2 separate regions of the Mus musculus genome follow, and region 1 is linked to region 2. A link is a contact called in public HiChIP or PLAC-seq data. All regions are on one chromosome and are shown on one strand. Each heading gives the region's core, a stretch centred on a gene start, on an enhancer-like site or on the middle of the called end of the contact. The rest is flanking DNA. Distances are from core to core; before and after follow the strand shown. Region 1 holds the start of A830011K09Rik (RIKEN cDNA A830011K09 gene). Region 2 has its middle 97 kb from the start of Lmo3.

Evidence for each region. HiChIP or PLAC-seq counts read pairs in DNA pulled down with a chosen protein or histone mark.
Region 1: a contact with region 2 is called in an H3K4me3 HiChIP or PLAC-seq map of neural progenitor cells, with 46 read pairs. The contact joins the promoter of A830011K09Rik here to the enhancer-like site in region 2. A contact is called at or near these places in 5 of 39 promoter capture datasets (liver, neutrophils, pre-B cells and 1 more), 3 of 484 Hi-C or Micro-C datasets (Sertoli cells, neural progenitor cells and stem cell-derived neural progenitor cells), 3 of 115 datasets of contacts at active chromatin or transcription factors (embryonic stem cells, neural progenitor cells and stem cell-derived neural progenitor cells) and 4 of 9 other capture datasets (adipose tissue, embryonic stem cells, liver and 1 more).

Annotation. Positions count from the first base shown.
Region 1 is chr6:138,421,610-138,426,197 of GRCm38.p6, reverse strand. It overlaps A830011K09Rik (RIKEN cDNA A830011K09 gene), which reads right to left and starts at 3,093. Exons shown (of 4, transcript NR_126073.1): 1 at 2,833-3,093; 2 at 398-526. Lmo3 (LIM domain only 3) reads left to right here and starts at 3,168. Exons shown (of 4, transcript NM_001356306.1): 1 at 3,168-3,757.
Region 2 is chr6:138,324,202-138,328,677 of GRCm38.p6, reverse strand. No RefSeq gene overlaps it. Among named protein-coding and RNA genes, the nearest start is that of Lmo3, 97 kb to the left of the region's middle. Within about 2 kb of position 3,022, at least 11 of the 459 cell types and tissues checked have an H3K27ac peak or open chromatin away from gene starts, as enhancers often do. A contact at or near this core is called in Sertoli cells and neural progenitor cells, where this site is marked.

The DNA.
Region 1 (4,588 bases), core at 1,844-4,343, 97 kb before region 2:
TTGGTATTTTATTTTATTTTATTTTTGTATTAGAGAATGTGGAATAGATTGAGTTAAACACTCTCATCAAATGTATAAGTAGCAGAAAGAAGGGGTAGGCAAAAGAAAATCGGGCCAAGAAGATGTAGCTCTCAATGGCAATCTTTTTGCAAAGATTTCCGAAGCATGTGTAATTAAAGTGGGTAGTTTACTCTCAGGAAATGAAGAAAGTGCTTGCCTGGCTGGATCCAACCTTTAGCTTGGCTGAGTAAACAAAACCACAAATTCTTCTTTCACTTTTTCTCCTTGGGAGGAGGGGCTGAGACTTTAGGGGTTACAGGGAGCCAGGAAAACAGGGGTTTGCTGAGGGTTAATGGTGTTTTTCACAAAGTGTCAGCAGAAGATGATTAAATTCCACCTCTTGTTCACCGGATCACTTTGTGTGCACTTGTATATTTCATTGTCGGCGACCACTGGCGATCACATCTGTGCGCATTAAGCATCAAGCCTCTTCATCTGCACGGGGGTTTTTCTGATGATTTTTTTTCTGTGAATAATTCATATGATTATGAAGAGAAAAACTGCTATTTTCTCTCTCTCTCTCTCTCTCTCTCTCTCTCTCTCTCTCTCTTCTGTGGCACAGATTAAAAAAAAATCTTGCTGTAAATTGCGTGATTGGGGAGATAGCCTGCTTTCAAATAATTTAATTCATGACAAAACCTAATTACTGTCAGGTAATACCCTGTCAGCTTTAATGCATTTCATCAGTCATAATGAAAAGAAGAGCATTTTATGACCCATCTAATTATCATTACATTTTAGGGGAAAATGAATGGCATGGAGCTGAATGTTAACTATTCCATTTTATTCTTTTACACATGTGGTTTAGCATATTATTCACTAACTTCACCCCCCCCCTCTCCCTCTCCCTCTCTCTCTCTACAAGTATGGGGTATATGCTAACCCAGAGAGGAAAAGGAGGATGGGGGGAGAGGAAGGGGATGGGATACAATTAGAGCTCTGGATAGTTGCCCTTTTTTAAGGTATCAAAGTGGTTAATGCCTTTGCAGGTTGGTGTTGATATGGGGGATCTTACTGCCACAGTCCAAAAGAGTACTAATTACTGCGAATGATGTCACCGTAGGCAGAGGAATAATCCCATCATTTAATTAGTTGAATGATTTAAACAAAGATTTGCATAGATGCACTCATCAGTTGCCATGAATTACGGAGAAGCAGTTGCCAGCGAGGGGTAACAGATCATACAGTTGGAGGGAAAAAAAACCTCATCCTCCTTGAACATAATTAATTTAATTGTCCTCATTAGCTGTGCCATTTGTTTTGATTTTATTTCTCCCTTTCCCCACACATACTTCTCCCTCCCTCCCTCTTTTCTTCTCAGTACATTGGCTGCTAAAGATAACAGGCAACACACACACACACACACACACACACATACACACACACCAGAGTGTTTTCAGAGTAGATCTGGCTGGAGGGTGGGGTAGGACAAGCAGGGAGCTGTGTGGATGTGTGTGTGTGTGTGTGTGTGTGTGTGTGTGTGTGTGTGCGTGCGCGCACGCCTGAGTACTAGGGCCAGGAAAAGCCAAAACTTAAGAAGTCTGCTTATAGACTGAACAGCTGAAGGGGTTCTCAGTAATCTTCCTGTCTGTGAATTTCGGTATTTTTCAGGTTAGTTCTGAGTTTTGTTGTCTTTGAAAGGGAGAAGAAAGCAAGCCACCTACTATTTTCTTAGGAGCCTTCTGAAGGTTGGGATTAAAAAATAAATTAGACCGGCTATGCCAGGACTTTGGATATAGGGAAGCATAATTTAACATAAATATTCAAGGGGGACTGCTTTAGTGTGTGTGTGTGTGTGTGTGTGTGTGTATATATATATATGTATATATATATATATATATAATTTGATAGATCGGATAGATAGATAGATAGATAGATAGATAGATAGATAGATATTAAAATTGATGTTACAGAAGTAGCAAAGTTTTTCTGTATTGTTTGAAGGGTGTTTTGTGGGTAGTGTTTTTTTGGGGTGGGTGGGTAGTTCAACAATTGATCCTGTCTTGGCACTGAGAGCATCACATCCAGTGTCATTCAAACTGGCACTATTTTTAAGCTTAACCTTTTGACAAGGCTTTGTGAGAGATGCTGAGAGGACCTTGATAGAGACACCAAAGTGGGCGATAGCTGAAGTTTAAAAACTTAGAAAAAGGAGATGGTTTAAAGCTACCAGTGACCTATAGAGCATCGGAGTGCAGGGAAGAGGTTAAGAGTAATGGGAAAAATTTAGAGGCAAAAATAAAAGGATGTACCCAGGCCTTAAAATAAGTGTATGAAGGCAGGGTGTAGGTGGGCAAGTGGCCAGGGGACCGGCTTAGTCCTGGAAGTCTGGCTCAGCTTCCTGGGGACTAACACTGAAGCAGGTTTCAAAGTCAAGTATTCACCTATCTGTAGTAAGTGTGTTTCAGTGGCCACTTTGGGTTCAGCACCTGGTATGGGGTACAAGTTCACAGTCTGACTCCTGGGGCCATTCGAGAGAGAGGAAAGGGTGTGTGGCACTGCCTGGCCTGAGTTTACATGACAAGGCATTCTGCACAGGGACTTCAGAGAGTTTCTAAACAGAATTCATAGCCCTGGAAACTGCAGACACCCCCAGACATTTACTAAAAGGAGGGCTGTGCAGTTTTCCAGTGTTCCCTGGTAGCACTTTGATTCCTTGGCTTTTATTTTAACTTCCTCCACTGGCACTGTCAGTAACAGATTTAGAGGGCAATTTGCTTTCATAGTCCCCATCCTATTCCAAAATGCCCCCGTTATTTTAGGAAGCCCTACCCTTCTCCTTTGGAGCTCTTTTGCAGTTCTTCTTGTGGGCGAGTCCTGGAGGTAGGGTCCTTCCAGAGTCCAGTCCTGCAGAGGTCACATTCTCTGTGTGATAGGCATGGGTGGGAGGGGATGTCCCCAGCGTTTGTCAGTAGCATATGCAATGGGTTGTGCTGACTGCACTCCCAGGCTTGTCAATTTTCACCCTGGGAAATTAGCAACAAAGCCTGGATCTGTCTCGTGGCTGCTTTTGCACTTTCCGAGGGCGGCTGTACTTGACTGAGCTGCGGAACAGACAGCAGAGACACAGCGAGAGAGAGAGAGAGAGAGAGAGAGAGAGAGAGAGAGAGAGAGAGAGAGAGAGAGAGAGAGAGAGAGCTCAAGCAAGCTAGCGAGCAAGGGAGCCAGCTAGAGGGAGGGAGAGAAGGAAGAGAGAGAAGAGGGAGGGGTGGGGGCGAGAGGTAAATACTCTTAAATCGGAAGGGAGCTGCCTTCACTGTGGATCTGACAGGCGCTGCCTGGGCTCCGAGGCGCTGTAATAACTGGGTGACCTTTTCTTGGGCTGTATTATGTCTGGCTGGGAAGGGATTGCATTTTGCGGCTGAGAGCCAGGGCTTCCTTCAGCTCGGGCTCCTCGCACACTGCTGGGGTAAGTTGTCAGGAGCCAGGACCAAGAGAGACATCCCCCGGACTGCAGTTGCCTAAAAGAAGGACACCTGTGGCTCGCATGCGGTCCACACTGGTACTTGGCGGATCCTGGAGGACCTCATTATTTTAAACTTAAAAAAATATATAGAGAGAGATTCTACCCCCCGGTTTTTTTTTTTCCTTTTTTTTTTTCAAACAATGTTTCTTTTTGACCTTTCCCAAGGAGAAGCGCTACCAAGCAGCCGCTGGGCTCATTGAACACCCTCCCCTGTATCGCTTAATTGAGAAGGTAAGTCAGGGGTTGTGTACTCACGCGTCGGCTTATTTGTGCTGTGTATGTCTGCTGGTGCGCGCGTGCGTGTGCGGATGTTGGGTGGCTTTTTTTTCTTCTTCTTCCCCATCCTCTCCCAAGAAGGCATAAAGTAAAGCTGCACCCGAACCATCCCCACCACCACTGCAACTTTCACCGGGCTGCAGGTCTGCAGAGAGGGTTTTGTGTTTGTTTGGTTCTGTTTAAATCATGGGAGGCATCATTATTTTTGTGATGAGACATGAAATAGATGTGGGGCGGAAGACGTGGATGCCGGAGGAAGAGAGTGGAGCGCGCGGCTGCAGCGCGACGCAACATCTCAAGTAGGAGTCTAGTGCATAATAGACAAAGTTCATTGGGAGCTGCAACATTCGCACACCCTGACTCTGGAAGAGGGGTTGGGACAGTTTGCAAAGGTTGGGGGCGGGGTGTTGCTACCAGGCTAAGGGAAGTGATATCAGTCTTGGGTATTTTCCCAGACCTTTCTACACCTGCTTGATGAAATGTATGCCTGCCACCCCCAAGAAAGAGTTGAAATTACAACCTTGTTTTTGTCTACACCCCTGCTTCTCCCAATGCAACCTTAATATCAAAACACTGCTTCTGTGTGTTGCAAAAGTGACTGTGTCGTGTTCAGTGGACATAGGTTCCTTGTACCCAAGTGTCTGCATCTTAACAGGGAGAGAGAGAGAGAGAGAGAGAGAGAGAGAGAGAGAGAGAGAGAGAGAGAGAGAGAGAGAGATTCAGCACATTTTAACCGGGGCTACTCAGATTGCTGTTATGAAACACAAGTCAGATTTATGATCTTTT
Region 2 (4,476 bases), core at 1,773-4,272:
CCTTGTAGGTCTTTAAAATATATTCTTGTTCTGGTATGTTTTTGGAAAATCCTGTAGCTACAGAATGAATACAAAGAGACAAAATATAAGACAGTGTTAAGTATGATGCTATAGACTGGCTGATCCAAGCATCTCAGGATGAATACGGGAGACACTGTATTAATGGACCTAGATCTTAAAATGCCTCTGACCCTTCATTTAATGCTAGGAACTCTTCTGCTCTGGGTGGTGTGAACTCTATATTTAAGAGTTCCAACACTTGCAGATGATGGGAGATGTGGCAAAAATAGCTTGCCAGAGGTAGCTTTTGTGACCCCAAGTGTCTGTTCACATTAAAAGGATGAGGTTTTGGGATAATGGTAAAATGTGAGTTTAGGGTTTGGATAAATGGCTGAGCACCTGCTTTGGATGAAGACCTGAGTTCAGTTCCTAGAGCCATGTTGGTTGGCTCATAACTGAATGCTCCAACTCCAGGGGATCTGCAACCTCTCTCTCTGGCTTCCTTGAGAACCTGAACACAGGCATACATATATACGAATGGACATGTACACATACATATAAATAAAAATAAATTGTAAAATGTGAGTTGGATGCATCCACTGCCTGAACCTGATTCAGACTTGTAAATACAACCATCATGTCTCAGGTTTGCTATGTTCTGCAATTCACAACAGGGCTTGGTCCTTTCCTAGTCCCTTCTCATAGAACCTATAAAACCAGTTTCAGGACTTATCTCTTTTGGATTTATGTCATAAGACTTGTTTGTTATTATAACTACTTTAGCTAATTTATTGAGATAAAATGAATCCAAATTTAGGAGTACAAGCACTTAGTTTATGGCCAGGCCCCAATGGTGAGGCTAAATCATGTTTCTGTTTTTAAACACAACCATGCTTAGTATCAAAATCTTTAATTGTTTGTGCATTTGTGGCTTTCTTTGATTTTTTTTTCCAAAGGAAAAGTCCTTAATTTCCCCCTGTATGAAGTTCCTCATGCATGGTCTGATTTCTTCCAGCATCATGGTGAGATCATTTTGATGGAAAGTTAATGATATTTTCCAAGCAACTCACTCCCACTAGGGGACCAGATGGGAGAAAGCAAGGGGTATCCTAGACATTGGGCTAACTCTAAAACGAGTTTTGGTCAGGTAGCTTTGTGTAGCTTGCTTAGTTTCCTTGCAAATAAGACTTCCTGTTTAAGACAACTAAGTTCCCTACTCTATAGCATCATTGTTTTTATTTTAAAGTATATGAGTGCTTCTCTTACATGTATATCTGTGTAGTACATGGACACAACACCTTCAAGGCCAGAGGAAGTTATCCCATCCCTTGGAACTAAGAGTTCTAAGCAGATGTGGGTGCTGGTAACTGAACCTGGAGGGGTCCTTTGCATGAGCAGCCAGAGTTCTCAACCGCTGAGCCTGCCTCCCCAGCCCATTGTTTCGTAGTCTGTAACAGCTCTTCTTCAGAAATATCCTCATCTGTGATAGTCAGGTGACTGACGTTTACAATCAAGGTTGCAGCAGGTAATAAATGGGTTGCCAAAAGAGCATAGAGACTCAAGATTTCAGTGGTAATTCCTTTGTTATGCCCCTGAGTTATTTACTGTGAAGATATACAACCATGGTATAACTATACCATATAGCCATATTTACAATATCCAACATAAATATGCAAGCTATACTTGCAATATTTGGTTTCATAAACTGCTCCAAAATACAAAGGAGATGAGGACAAACTATTTTGATTTGAAAATATCTTAGCAGAGTTCAGGAAGGATTTGTAATCCCAGCATTTGAGAGGCAGAGACAGGAAGATCCTCCTGGCTTGTTAGCCTGCTTTCTAGCCAGAGCACCCAGTAGGGGACCCTGTCTCAGGAAACAAGGTAGAGAGCAGAGGGGTCCCACAGGATCCGCCCCTGCCATCCATGTGCATGCATCTTAGGAGGAAGCCTCAGGTGTAGGTAGCTCAGTGATAGGCTATGTGTTTGAAAAAAGTAAACTGTCTTAGAAGTTTGAGTTTGATTTTGGTGAAACTGACCAGCAGTAATTCATGAATATGTGAAATCACCCAAACAAGTTAAACAGAAATAGGCTCTCCATCCACCGGAACACCCTCCCCATTCTTTCTTTCTCTCTCTCTCTCTCTCTCTCTCTCTCTCTCTCTCTCTCTCTCTCTCTCTCTCTCTCTCTGTGTGTGTGTGTGTGTGTGTGTCTGTCTGTCTGTCTGTCTTGTTCTCTCTGTCTCCCTCCCTCTCTGTTTCTCTCTGTGTGTCTGTGTGTGCCTCTCTCTGTCTCTCTGTGTGTGTATATCTGTCTCTGTATGCCTTTGTATGTGTCTGTGTGTCTTTGTATGTGTTTGTGTATATCTGTCTATCTCTCTGTCTCCCTCTCTGTTTCTCTGTCTCTGTGTGTGTGTGTGTACGTGCATGTCTGTGTGCAGGCATGTGTATCTGTAGGTCTGTCTGCCTCTGTCTCTCTCCCACCCTCTCTTTTTCTCTGTCTCTCTCTGTGTGTATACATCTGTCTGTCTGTCTCTCTTTGCCTCTCTTTGCCTCTCTCTCTCTCCCTCTCTCTCTCTCTCTCTCTCTCTCTCTCTCTCTCTCTCTCTCTGTGTGTGTGTGTGTGTGTGTGTGTGTGTGTGTGTGTGTGTGTGTGTGTGTACTGATGTGATGATGTGATGATGTGATCCACTCTAAGGAGTTTCTTTTTAACCCTGGCATGAAGCCTGGAAGCACTTGGCCCTGATGTTGTCGGGCGACCAGAGCTTAATCTTGAGGGAAAACATACTTTTGGACAATAGAGCCCTTTATTCTAATTCTTCCTTTCACAGTTTTGGAAATTGACTTTTTCCTGCTGGTGAGTTAACCATTTCTCACCTGAAACAGTTCAATAGAGTCATAAGGCTATTCCAATGTAATGTTTATAGATGCACATGTTAATTTTCAAATTCTTAATGCATTCACAATTCATATACTCTCTCAAGGAGCAGAAAATTCCTGTCTACATTTTTCCACAGTAACTCATCTCCAACTGTAGTGCCAGCTGAAGAGCAGAGACACTTACACTAAGTCCTCATTCAACAGAAAGTCCAGAGGAGGAAAGAAAGCAAATGGTTACAAGGTAAGGATTCAAAGGTTTACTTTGTTGCCTGGAAAAAAAAGTTATCACTTCGTTGGACACAGTAAAAGGAGATAAAACTGGTTTAAAATTTAAAAAGAAACAACTAAACCATACTGTCTCTAAATAGAAATAAATAGAAATTCTTTTGCATATGCCAGCACTTACAGACTGTACTTCTCGCACAGGGCTCAGGACATCAGGCTGTGAGAGGCCCTCCCCCAGACATGTGAGGAACAGGAGCTAAGAAAGGAGTAGTGGCATGAATACTTATCTGAAAGCAGGTTTCAGTCTTGATCACCCGTCATGATTACAAAATGGCTATGAGGAAATGAGAGCAACTTCAAGGAAAAGATATGGGCCAGTTTCTAGAGATATATAAGCAATTTGCAAAATGGCATCAAAGGAGTGTTTCATAATACAGAGTTATAAGATTTTTTTAAAAAAATATATCAACAGCATAACCAAAATTAACACAAATGAGTGGTCATGACTATACAGTGATGGTACCACTGAGAGCAACAATGGACATCAAACCAATTCAGAGGAGGCAAAATGTAGGACAGAGAGAGAGAGAGAGAGAGAGAGAGAGAGAGAGAGAGAGAGAGAGAGAGAAATGGGCAGAGAGAGAGAAATGGGGGGAGAGAGAGAGAGAGAGAGAGAGAGAGAGAGAGAGAGAGAGAGAGAGAGAAATGGGCATCATTCCATACCAAAATGTCACCATTTCTGTATTGCATGCCTAAATATATCTTTTGAACTTTCTAATTTGACTAATGAGGAAGCTGATTTTCTTACGGAACCCAAGTAGTTAGCAAACCCATGCAGAATTTGAGAAACAGCTGTTCTCCTGATAGTACATAAGACATCTTACTGTTCAGGCAAGTCCATGAGAGGCTGGAGATATGGCATAAGATGGCTTTAATTAATTAATTAATTAAGACTGGAATGTGGCCTTATTGTTAAATTCAGATCCAGAGCTACATTTTATAAGCATATTTAATTTCATTTTTCAACTCTTTTAAAATATACCACACATCTTTCAAACATAAAAAGCACCCGATTTAGTATTTTATTAGCATGGTATAATTAAGATCTGGCCCAGAAAAATGGATAAGCTGAATAACATTTAACATCCTCTTGCTGCTGCGGAGAATGTTCAGCTGTATACATGTGGTGCTGTCGTGAGCCATAGTTTATATAGTTTGATCCTCTCTCTCTCTCTCTCTCTCTCTCTCTCTCTCTCTCTCTCTCTCTCTCTCTCTCTCTCGAATAACGGTTTTATAAAGCCAAGTTTCTCCAGGTGGAAAACATTTTTCTTATACCCATTGGCATACTAATAACATTCATATCTTACAGCC